Regions from separate parts of the Sus scrofa genome. Here region 1 is linked to region 2. A link is a contact called in public Hi-C data. All regions are on one chromosome and are shown on one strand. The core of a region is the stretch at or near the end of the contact, and the rest is flanking DNA. Distances in the headings are between cores, read along the strand shown.

What was found. A called contact is a pair of places that touch in the nucleus more often than the background predicts.
Region 1: a contact with region 2 is called in a Hi-C map of liver, with 5 times the contacts expected there. The contact joins the promoter of APIP here to the enhancer-like site in region 2. A contact is called at or near these places in 1 of 5 promoter capture datasets (liver), 6 of 47 Hi-C or Micro-C datasets (alveolar macrophages, blood, liver and 1 more) and 1 of 2 datasets of contacts at active chromatin or transcription factors (alveolar macrophages).

The regions. Positions count from the first base shown.
Region 1 is chr2:26,091,982-26,097,231 of Sscrofa11.1, forward strand. It overlaps APIP (methylthioribulose-1-phosphate dehydratase), which reads left to right and starts at 3,039. Exons shown (of 8, transcript XM_003122870.3): 1 at 3,039-3,294. The coding sequence starts at 3,238. It overlaps PDHX (pyruvate dehydrogenase protein X component, mitochondrial), which reads right to left and starts at 2,914. Exons shown (of 13, transcript XM_003122869.4): 1 at 2,712-2,914. The coding sequence starts at 2,865.
Region 2 is chr2:26,032,836-26,038,116 of Sscrofa11.1, forward strand. The region is part of intron 9 of PDHX (pyruvate dehydrogenase protein X component, mitochondrial); the gene reads right to left. Among named protein-coding and RNA genes, the nearest start is that of MIR1343, 31 kb to the right of the region's middle. Within about 2 kb of position 2,571, at least 18 of the 83 cell types and tissues checked have an H3K27ac peak or open chromatin away from gene starts, as enhancers often do. A contact at or near this core is called in liver, where this site is marked.

The DNA of each region.
Region 1 (5,250 bases), core at 1,789-4,288, 60 kb after region 2:
GCAGCTACCATGTACCTCACATCTGGGGCTCATTCCTTCACTCTGTTTGAGTTGAATGGTAATAGTCTTCGTGAACACTATAGTTGTGTGGCTCTGGGAGTTCCACTCAATTTCTCTGAGGCTTAGTATTCTTGTCGAATAACAAGGAAGATAATGCCAACTTCACTAGGCTTTTGTGAAAACTGAAAGAGATTCTACCAAGTGCTAAGCACATGGCATATGCAGTAGTTCATAAAAACGCTGCCAACAAACATTTTTAAGAAAACAAAACTTCAAGTGACTTCCCACCTGACAGACTTTTAAATCCTGGATGGACATATGAAAGAGGAAATAACTCAATAACTGAACCTAATTCACATAGTCTATAGATGACCAAACAGTTGCTTAATTTTATGAAACCTAAGTTTCCACTATGCTCAGACAAAAAGGAACACCATACATCCATGCTTTATAATGCAAATAGTATAAGGATTGCCACAAGTGTTCATCATGGCAAAACAAAAACCTGTATGTGAAAGGCGAGGAGACAAATTTTGGCTCAGTATTAAGAAAAAAAAAATCCAAGATTTCCCAATAACCTAGAGTTACCCAACAACACACAGCCATCAGCTTATGGGGCAGAGAGAATAAAACGCCCCGCCTCCACCCCAGAGATGTAGTATGTCCTAACCCCAACCTATGAGTATGTTACAACGAGGGGGAATTAAGGTTAAAAAAGAAATTAAGACTGCTAAAGAGCTTCACCTTGAAATGGAGCAAGAATCCTGGATCATCCAGGTGGGCCCAATATAATCACCAGGGATTATATTGGGAGGGAGGCACTAGGAAACACACAGCTTCCTTGGTATTCCTCACAGATGATGTCCAGTTAGACAAGTTGTTCACGGTGTGTTATAGGGTAGGCAAAATGTCATGATGCATCAGTGAAGAATTGCCTAAGAGTTTCCAAAGGCAGCAGTCCTTAAATTGGGTCTCAGGAGAACCCCTGACACTGCATGCACATTTTGGAGTGTAACTACACTTTGCCCCTTTCTCTGTAGAGAGGGTCTAAAACAGTCAAAGATTCTCAAAAGGAACTGTTTTATAAATAAGATTAAGAACACTCTTCCCACAATATTTCTAACACTGAGCTCTTCCTACTCCATGATTTTCTCAGAGAGCAAGTCTCAAAGTGTACTCTATAAACACCAACATAAAACATCAAAATGCACCGAAGGTTGTTTGTAAAATGCAAATTGCTTAGCTCTACCCCAGACAGAATCTCTGGGAGCTGTAGAAAGTTCAATATTTAACAAACTGGAGGAAGGGAAGACAGTAAATTGTAAACACAGTTAAAAACAAACAAAACAAAACAAAAAAACCCACTGCTCCAAGAGGTATTTTTTAAACATTAAGTAGAAAAAATTGAAATAAACTGTTCTCATTACAGGATCATAAAATCTCAGCGCACTCATCATACCCTGTAACTTTGTGTAAATATTCTTCTGTTCTGAGCTTCAGAATATGTGGGCAATGCCTACTGCACCTAATTTTTCATATTACAATTCATCCTGCGGAGGAGTGACTAAAGACTGGCAGAAAATACATCACACTCAAAATCCGCCCCACCCCCATCCTCATGTAAAGAAAAATAATGCAGGGCACACTACAGTATATACCATTAAACACCGTAGGAATTGTGTTAGCTCTGTCAATATCACTACTTAAAGACAACTTTCAACAATAAGTTTTGTAAACAATGAAGAATTTCAATGGCAAATCCAGTTCTACAAGGGTTAAATCATAACCCACTGCAGTTGCCCAGCGACAGACAGTGCAACCTGAGAGGAATTCAGGATGAAGCACTGGGTGTTTTGGATAAAGAGGCCCTTAGATAATTCGAAACACATTTCAAGAAGAATTTTAATGATCCTGAATTCTTATATCTTCCCATTCATAGAAAAATACTAAAACCATTAACCTGAGATATCTGCTCTTTGTGATTAGCAGTAATCTTTTATCAACCTGTATGCCTAACCGCATTTATCTCCTAGCCAAAAAATTCACATACAATCTGGCTTCTCTACCTCTGCAGAGCGGCTGTCTCCCAGGCTAAAATCCTCACTCATATTCTGAATAAAACTTAAAACTCACAACACTTGGGCGGCCTGGCTTTAAGTCGACACTTCTTGGTAAGCTTCTCCCCCTAAATTTCCACTCTTTCAAGCCATGTTTCGCATAAAACATTTTTCCGGACCTATGCCTATGATGCCTAGACATTTACAAATTGAGTCCTTTACCAGTACTCGCGTGAGGCAACCCCGCTGGCCTCTAAGATCTTCCAGTAGACAAGGGTGAAAACAATGAATAAAAACCACTAACGTGACGTCTAAATCTCAGCAAACTTGGGCAACTTGACAACTCTAAAGGAAACTAACAATGACTAGGAAGGGGCTTGAGAGAGGCCGCACAACCCCAAATCCAAGGCAAGGTCACGGAGAAGCCATACCAACCAGGAGGCCAGGGAACGGAGTCAAATTCTCCTAGCTTCCAAAAAACCCTTTGCGGCATGCACGAGGCCAAGTCAGCAGAACCCTCCCCGAGACAAAGCCAAGGGAGCGGGGAGGCTCCGGGCACCTCCACACCCAGGTGCAGGCCCTTAATCAAAAAGCCCCTGCCCCAGGCCCGTTGCTCAGATGCACAGAGGAGCTGAGCGCGTCCCGGCCACTCACCCCAAAGAGACTGCGTGCTGTGATACCATCTCCAACTAGCTCCGCGGCCGAGAGACCATCCAGCAGCTCCCTTCACCAGCCCCGGGCAGTTGCCAAAGCCCAGGAGGCAACGCATCACCCGCGGGTCACAGCCTAGCCTCCAGGAGGCCGCCATCTTCCCAGCCTTCTCGCGGGCTGCCCTCAGCACAGCCTGTTCGCCCAGTCATCAAGGCCCTACAAGGCCCCGCCTCCCACCCCGTTGGACACGCCCCCTGGACGCCCGCGACTCGTAAACCGCAGGAATCAAGCAGCTCTTCTAGCTCCGCCTCCAAACTCGTTGGCCTCGCCTCCCGGTCATGAGGCTGCGCGGTTGGGCCTCCGGTCAGCGAGGCCCTCCCGGACCCGCCTTTCGTCTTGTCCGCCCCGCCTCCGGACTGCCCTCCACACCGCCTGATTGCATTTCTGGCCTCGCCGTGTTAGCCCCAACTGAGGGCCGGGAGCAAAGCCTTGCGAAGACCGGAGGGCGCGGGTACCTCTGCTCCCGGCCATGTCTGGCTGTCACGCTCCAGAGGGAGACTGTAGCTCGCGGCAATGCCTCGCGCAGGTAGGGGCGGGGCCGCCGGCGCCTTCTATTCCCTGGAAGCGAGGCGCCTGCGGGGCTCGGCGGCGGAAGCTAGGCGCGGGCGGGGTGGGGTTTCGGGCCGGACCCAACGGGACCCTCGCGCACCGCGGTTTCCGCTGCGGGTGCTGACCTAAGTCCCCGGCTCCCGCTGAGGTCTTTGCTCCACCGGCTGGGGTTCTCTGGAGACAGGAGCTGGGCACCAAACCTTGAATAAGGAAAAATAACGGAGGAGAGCGGTATTAAGTGTGTATTTCAAAGTAACTTCTCATGAAGACCGGGGAAACGTGAAGCCGCGGGTGAAACGGAGCTCAGACTATGAGCTCTTCTGCGCCCTGGCGACCAGCCTGACATTTGGCGCGTAGTAGGTACTTGGGAAACGTCCCCGAGCCGGATCTGTTCAGTAGCTGGCACTTTCTCTGCGCAAGTTGCTCTTTGCCTGCTTCTGTTTAGATTGGTTGTGGGATGATCTAGGAAGGATTTTTCCTTAAGCAGAAGTCACAGGAAGATTCCACCCTCGGGCTGCACATAACTTTTCATTCACTTCTGCATGCCAACAATTTATGGAACACCCATGTGCTCAGGGTGGTAATTAAGACAATGGCCTGGGTTCTGGAGGAGAGCTAGACCAGTAAACCATTACAAGTGAGAAGCGCTGCTGAAGAGACTGGGAATTCCCCCTCAAATCACGACCTGATTCTTTATTCCTCCTGTTATTCTTCCTTGGGGCAGAAGGTCCCAATTAAAAAGTAAAAGGTGGCAGATTTTATTAGGAAAAACTTATCAGCCAGTATTTCTGTGAATAAATGACTTTCCAGAGATGAGCAAAGTCACTTGTTTTCTTCCTCTCACTTATTACAATTTACGTATTTATTCCTCTTTTCACTGCCAACTAAAAATTGTCACCCACCCGCTGCCTCCACAAGGTTTAGGTCATTAGCCGCTGCAGTCAGCCGCTGACCTTCAGCACACTCTTGAAAGAAGGCCAGGGAGATCAGGAATGAGGCACTCTGTGTTCTGTGAAAAACTGGCAGACTAGGCCTTCTGATAGTTAGATATTTTCAGGAGATTTTATGACCCCAATTTCTTGTGTCTTCTCATATCTAGAAGAGCAGTAAGATCATTAATGGTGCCATCTGCTCCTCATGATTAGTGAAATCCTCTGCAGAAGCAGGTGCTTGATTTCAGGTATCCACCTTCCCCAAATCACATATATACTGAACTCCCCCCCCCCGCTTCTAGCAGTTCCTCCCTCGGCGCTGAGAGGCTGTCTCCCAGGCCTCATTTTGCCTCAAATAAAATTTAACTCATGACTCACACTGTGCCTTTTTTTTTCAGTCAACATCACTTTTTTAAAACTGCTTCCTAGAGTATAAATTCCTTCAGTGCGGAGACTTTGTCTTATTCATGGCTGAACTTCCAGGATGTGCTTGATGCATGGTAGGCACTCAAATATTTATGACCGCATCACTAACCACTTAGCTGCTCAGCCAACTGAAAACTTGGAATTCCTTGAAGCCTTCCTTTCCTTCAGTTTTCTTACCCAAAGTCCATCCTTTCTATTTAACTTTTTTTTTTTTTAGGGCTGCACACACTGCATGCATGGCATATGGAGATTCCAGGCTACGGGTCCAATCAGAACTACAGCTGCTGGCCCTACACCATAGCCACAGCAGCTGGGAATCTGAGCTGTGTCTGCGACCTACACCACAGCTCACGGCAACGCCAGGATGCTTAACCCATTGAACGAGGCCAGGGATCGAACCCGCAACCTCTTGGTCCTAGTCGGATTCACTTCCCCTGTGCCACGACGGGAACTCTGTCTATTTAACTTAATTATCTTCCAAATCCATCTCTGCCATCGCTCCCTTACAATTTCATTTTGAAGCTGTTTCCACAGCCTCTCTGATGGTCTGCTCCTTTCTTGATCATCACCCTTTA
Region 2 (5,281 bases), core at 1,321-3,820:
AACCCCTAGCCTGGGAACTTCCACATGCCACAACTGTGGCCCTAAAAAGCAAAAAAAAAAGAAAGAAACAGAGAGAGAGAGAGAGGAAAAAAAGCAAGTAAGCAAGCAAGCAAGCAAGCAGCCATCTAGGATTTTCATAGCTGGAGAGGAGAAGTCAATGCCTAGCTTCAAAGCCTCAAAGGATAGGCTGACTCTTGTTAGGCAGTTGGTGATTTCTAAGTTGAAGCTGTGCTAATTTACTATTCTAAAAATCCTAGGGCCCTTAAGAATTACACTAAATCTACTCTGCCTGTGCTCTATAAATGGAACAACAAAGCTTTGATAACAGCATATCTTTTTACAACATGGTTTACTGAATATTTTAAGCTTGAGTTCCCATCATGGCTGAGTGTTAACAAACCCAACTAGGATCCACGAGGATGTGAGTTCGATCCCTGGCCTCACTCAGTGGGTCAAGGATCCAGTATTGTGTGAGCTGTGGTGTAGGTCGCAGCCAGGCTCAGATCTGGCGTTGCTGTGGCTGTGGCGCAGGATGGCAGCTGTACCTCTGATTCCACCCCTAGCCTGGGAGCATCCATATGCCACAGGTGCAGCCCTAGAAAGCAAAAAAAAAAAAAAAAAAAAAAAAATTAAGCCCATTGTTGAAGACCTACTGCTCAGGAAAAAAAAAAAGTTGCCTGTCAAAATATTACTGTTCATTGACAATGCACCTGGTCACCCAAAAACTCTGATGGAGATGTACAATAAGGTGAATGTCATTTTCATTCCTGGTAACAACCATTATACAGCCCTTGGATTAAGGAGTCACTCTGACTTTCAAGTTTATTATTTAAGAAATACATTTCATATAGCTATAGCTGCCATAGACAGTTATTCCTCTGATAGATCTGGGCAAAGTCAATTGAAAACCTTCCATAAAGGAGTCACTATTCTAGATGCCATTAAGAACATTTGCAATTGATAGAAAGAGGTCAAAATATCAACATTAATAGGAGCTTGGAAGTTGACTCCAGCCTCATGAATAACCTTGAGGGGTTCAAGACTTCAGTGGAGGAAGTAATTGCAGGTGTGGTAGAAACAGCAAGAGAGCTTGAATTAGAAGTGGAGCCTAAATGAATATGTGTCTGAATTACTGCAATTTCATGACAAAACTTGAAAGAATGAGGAGTTGCTCTTTATGGATGAGGAAAGTAGTTTCTTGAGATGGAATCTATTCTTGGTGTGAAGACTGTTGAAGTAACAACAGAGGATTTAGAATACTACATAAATTTAGTTGATCAAGCAGCAGCAGGGTTTGAGAAGACTGACCTCACTTTTGAAGGAAGTGTACTATGGGTATAGTGCTATCAAACAGCAGTGTTGCTGCAAAAATTGTTTGTGAAAGGAGCATCAATCAAGAAACTCCACTGTTGTCTTATTTTTTAAAAACTGCCACAGCCACCCTAACCTTCAGCTATCACCATCCTAATCAGTCAATTGCTATCAACGTCAAGCCAAGACCCTCCACCAGCAAAAACACTACAACTCACTGAAGACTCAGATGATGGTTAGCATTTTTAGCAATAAAATATTTTTAGTCATAATGTTATTGTACGCTAAATAGACTACAGTTTGATGAAACGTAACCTTTATATGACTGGGAATCAAAAAAAAAAAAAAAAAGGTGTACCTTGTTTTGGCAAAGGATTTGCTTTATTGTGATGGTCCAGAACTGAACCCGTTGAGTTCATTAAGAGTACAAAGATGTAAAAAGATGTAATATAAAAATACAGGAGTTCCCATCATGGCTCAGTGGTTAACAAATCTGACTAGGAACCATGAGGTTGCGGGTTCGATCCCTGGCCTTGCTCAGTGGGTTAAGGATCCAGCGTTGCTGTGAGCTGTGGTGTATAGGTCACAGATGCGGCTTAGATCCCGAGTTGCTGTGGAGTTGCTGTGGCTCTGGCGTAGGCTGGCTGCTGTAGCTCCGATTCGACCCCTAGCCTGGGAACCTCCATACGCCGCGGAAGCAGCCCAAGAAATGGCAAAAAGACAAAAAAAAAAAAAAAAAAAATACAAATCAAAGAAAGCTGGAATGTCTATACAAACATCAGCAAAAGTTTGAGGATAAAGAATATTATACCAGAACAGCCAGAACATTATATGATGGGTATAATTCATCAAGAAAATGTAAAAATCCTAAATGTGTATGTGCCTAATAACAGATCTTCCAAATACATGAAGCAAAAACTGATAAAACCAAGAAGAGAAACAGACAAATCTACAACCATAATTAAGGATTTTAATGCTACTCTTTTAAGAATAGAACAGAGAGATAGGAAAACAATAAAGGTATAGAAGATAAAAACAACACTATCAACCAACTTCACCTAACCAATATTTATAGAACTCGCTTCAAAAAGCAGAACATAACATTCTTTTCAAGTACACATGAAACATTCACCAAGATAGATCCTGTTATCCTGATAGAGAAAAACAAACCTGACTTCATGTTGGCTCTACTCCTTTAGCTCTTAACTTTGTGCTCTGCTGCCTGAGCTGAGTCATACTGGCTCTGCCCCTTTGTAAATGATTACCACCTACAGCCTGAAATATGCACAGTAGCTCTTACTAGAAGAGCTGCCTTCCAGGCCTGACCTTTAAGGGTGTGTACTTTCCCATTCATATAGAGATGAAAGCTGAAGAACAGAAAATAACAATGGCCTTGCTGGAGGTTTACAGGAACACTGTGACCACATCTACCTGGAGCCGTAAGAACAAAGGATTCCAGCACCAAGAGGTCTGCGATAACCAATCACACCCTTTACCCTTTTAGCACAAAAAGAAGCTTGAATTCTAACTCAGGTAAGATGGTTCTTTGGGACACGAGTCTGCCGTCTTCTCAGCCTGCTGGCTTCCAGATAAAGCTGCTACTATTTGCCTCAACACCTTGTCTGTTGAATTACTGGCCTGTCATGCAGGGAGGAGGATGAACCTGGACTCAATAACATTATGACTATCAAATAAAATCTCAAAGACTTTAAAAAAATTAAATCATACAAAGTGTGTTCTCTAAATACAATGGAGTTAAACTAGAAATTATAATAAAGATAACTGAAAAGTCCCTAAATATTTGGAAATTAAACTTATAATTCTAAATACATAATGCAATAAAAAAAAGAAATCCTAAGGAAAATTACAAAAATCCTGACTCAAATAGGAAGGAAAACAAAATATGTAAAAATTTATGGGATACAGCTAAAACACTACTTAAAGGGAACTTTAAAGTATATGCTTACATTAGAAAATAAAGTTTAAGTTCCCGTCGTGGCTCAGCAGTTAACGAATCTGACTAGGAACCATGAGGTTGCAGGTTCAATCCCTGGCCTTGCTCAGTGGGTTAAGGATCCGGTGTTGCTGTGAGCTGTGGTGTAGGCTGCAGATACAGCTCAGATCTGGTATTGCTGTGGCTCTGGCAATTAGACCCCTATCCTAGGAACATCCATAGCCAGGGGTGCAGCCCTAAAGAGGACAAAAAGACCAAAAAAAAAAAAAAAAAGAAAGAAAGAAAACAAAGTTTACTAGAATAAATAAAGTTTATTATTATATTGACATTAATTTTCACCTTAAGGAACTACAGGAAAAAAGAGCAAATTAAAGCCAAAGCAAATAGAAAGAAGGAAATAATAAAGTTAAGAGTGAAAATCAACAAAAACACAATTATAGAAGTAAGAAAAAGTTAGTAAAATCAAATACTGGGTCTTTGAAGATATCAATAACATTGATATCCTCGAGCAAGACTGATCAAGAAAGAAGACAGATTACTGACATAAAATATGGTAATCTCAGAGCTCCTGCTGTGGCACAACAGGATCTGTGACATCTTGGGAGTCCTAAGACACAGGTTCGATCCCTGGCCTGGCACAGTGGGTCAAAGATCTGACATTGCCACAGTTGTGGCTTAGGTAGAGAGTGTGGCTCAGATCTGATCCCTGGCCCATGAGCTAGCTCCATATGCAGCAGGGTGGCCAAAAATGGGAAAAAAACCCAAAAAACGGTAATCTCACTTCAGAATATAGTCATCCCTCACCAACATCATATGCTATCACTTACATGTGGAATCTAAAAAAGGGACACAGTGAACGTCTTTGCAGAACAGATACTGACTCACAGACTATGAAAAAATTATGGTTTCCAAATGAGACAGGTTGGGGGGTGGGGGGATGCGCTGGGGATTTGGGATGGAAATGCTATAAAATTGGGATGTGATGATCATTGTACAACTATAAATGTAATAAAATTCATTTAAAAAAGAGATTTTAGTCATCCCTTAGTATCTGAAACCTCTTGGATACCAAAATCCGAGGTGCTCAAGCCCCTTATGTGAAATAGTATAGTATTTGCATATAACTGATATACAGCCTCCCATATACTTTAAATCATCTCTAGAATATTTAGAGTACCTAATACAATGTAAATGCTATGTAAATAATTGGCAGTGCACAGCAAATTTAAGTTTTGGTTTTTAGAACTTTCTGGAATTTTATTTTTTTAATCTGTGGTTGGTTTAATTCACAGATGCAAAAGCAGTGGATATGAAGGGCTGACTGTATACAGAGATGTTAAAAGTATAATAAGGTTGGAGTTCCCATCGTGGCGCAGTGGTTAACGAATCCGACTAGGAACCATGAGGTTGAGGGTTCGATCCCTGCCCTTGCTCAGTGGGTTAACGATCTGGCGTTGCCGTGAGCTGTGGTGTAGATTGCAGACTCGGCTCGGATCTTGCGTTGCTGTGGCTCTGGCGTAGGCTGGCAGCTACAGCTCCGATTCGACCCCTAGCCGGGGAACCTCCATATGCCGCGGAAGTGGCCCAAGAAATGGCAAAAAAAAAAAAAAAAAAAAAAAAGACCAAAAAAAAAAAAAGTATAAGGTAATATTGTGACCAACTCTATGTCAATAAATTTGATATCTTAGGTGACATAACAAATTCCTTGAAGAACACAAAGTACCAAAGCGCATTTAAGAAGAAATAAATATCTACTTCAAAAATTTATTTACAAGGAGATCCTGCTGAATAGCATTGAGAACTATGTCTAGATACTCATGTTGCAACAGAACAAAGGGTGGGGGGAAAAATGTAATTGTAATGTATACATGTAAGGATAACCTGACCCCCTTGCTGTACAGTGGGAAAATAAAATAAAAAAAAAAAATTTAATTTGTAGTTAAAAATCTCCTCATAAAGAAAATAACAGGCTTAGACAAGTTCACTGGTAAATTCTACCAAACAACTAAAAAGGAA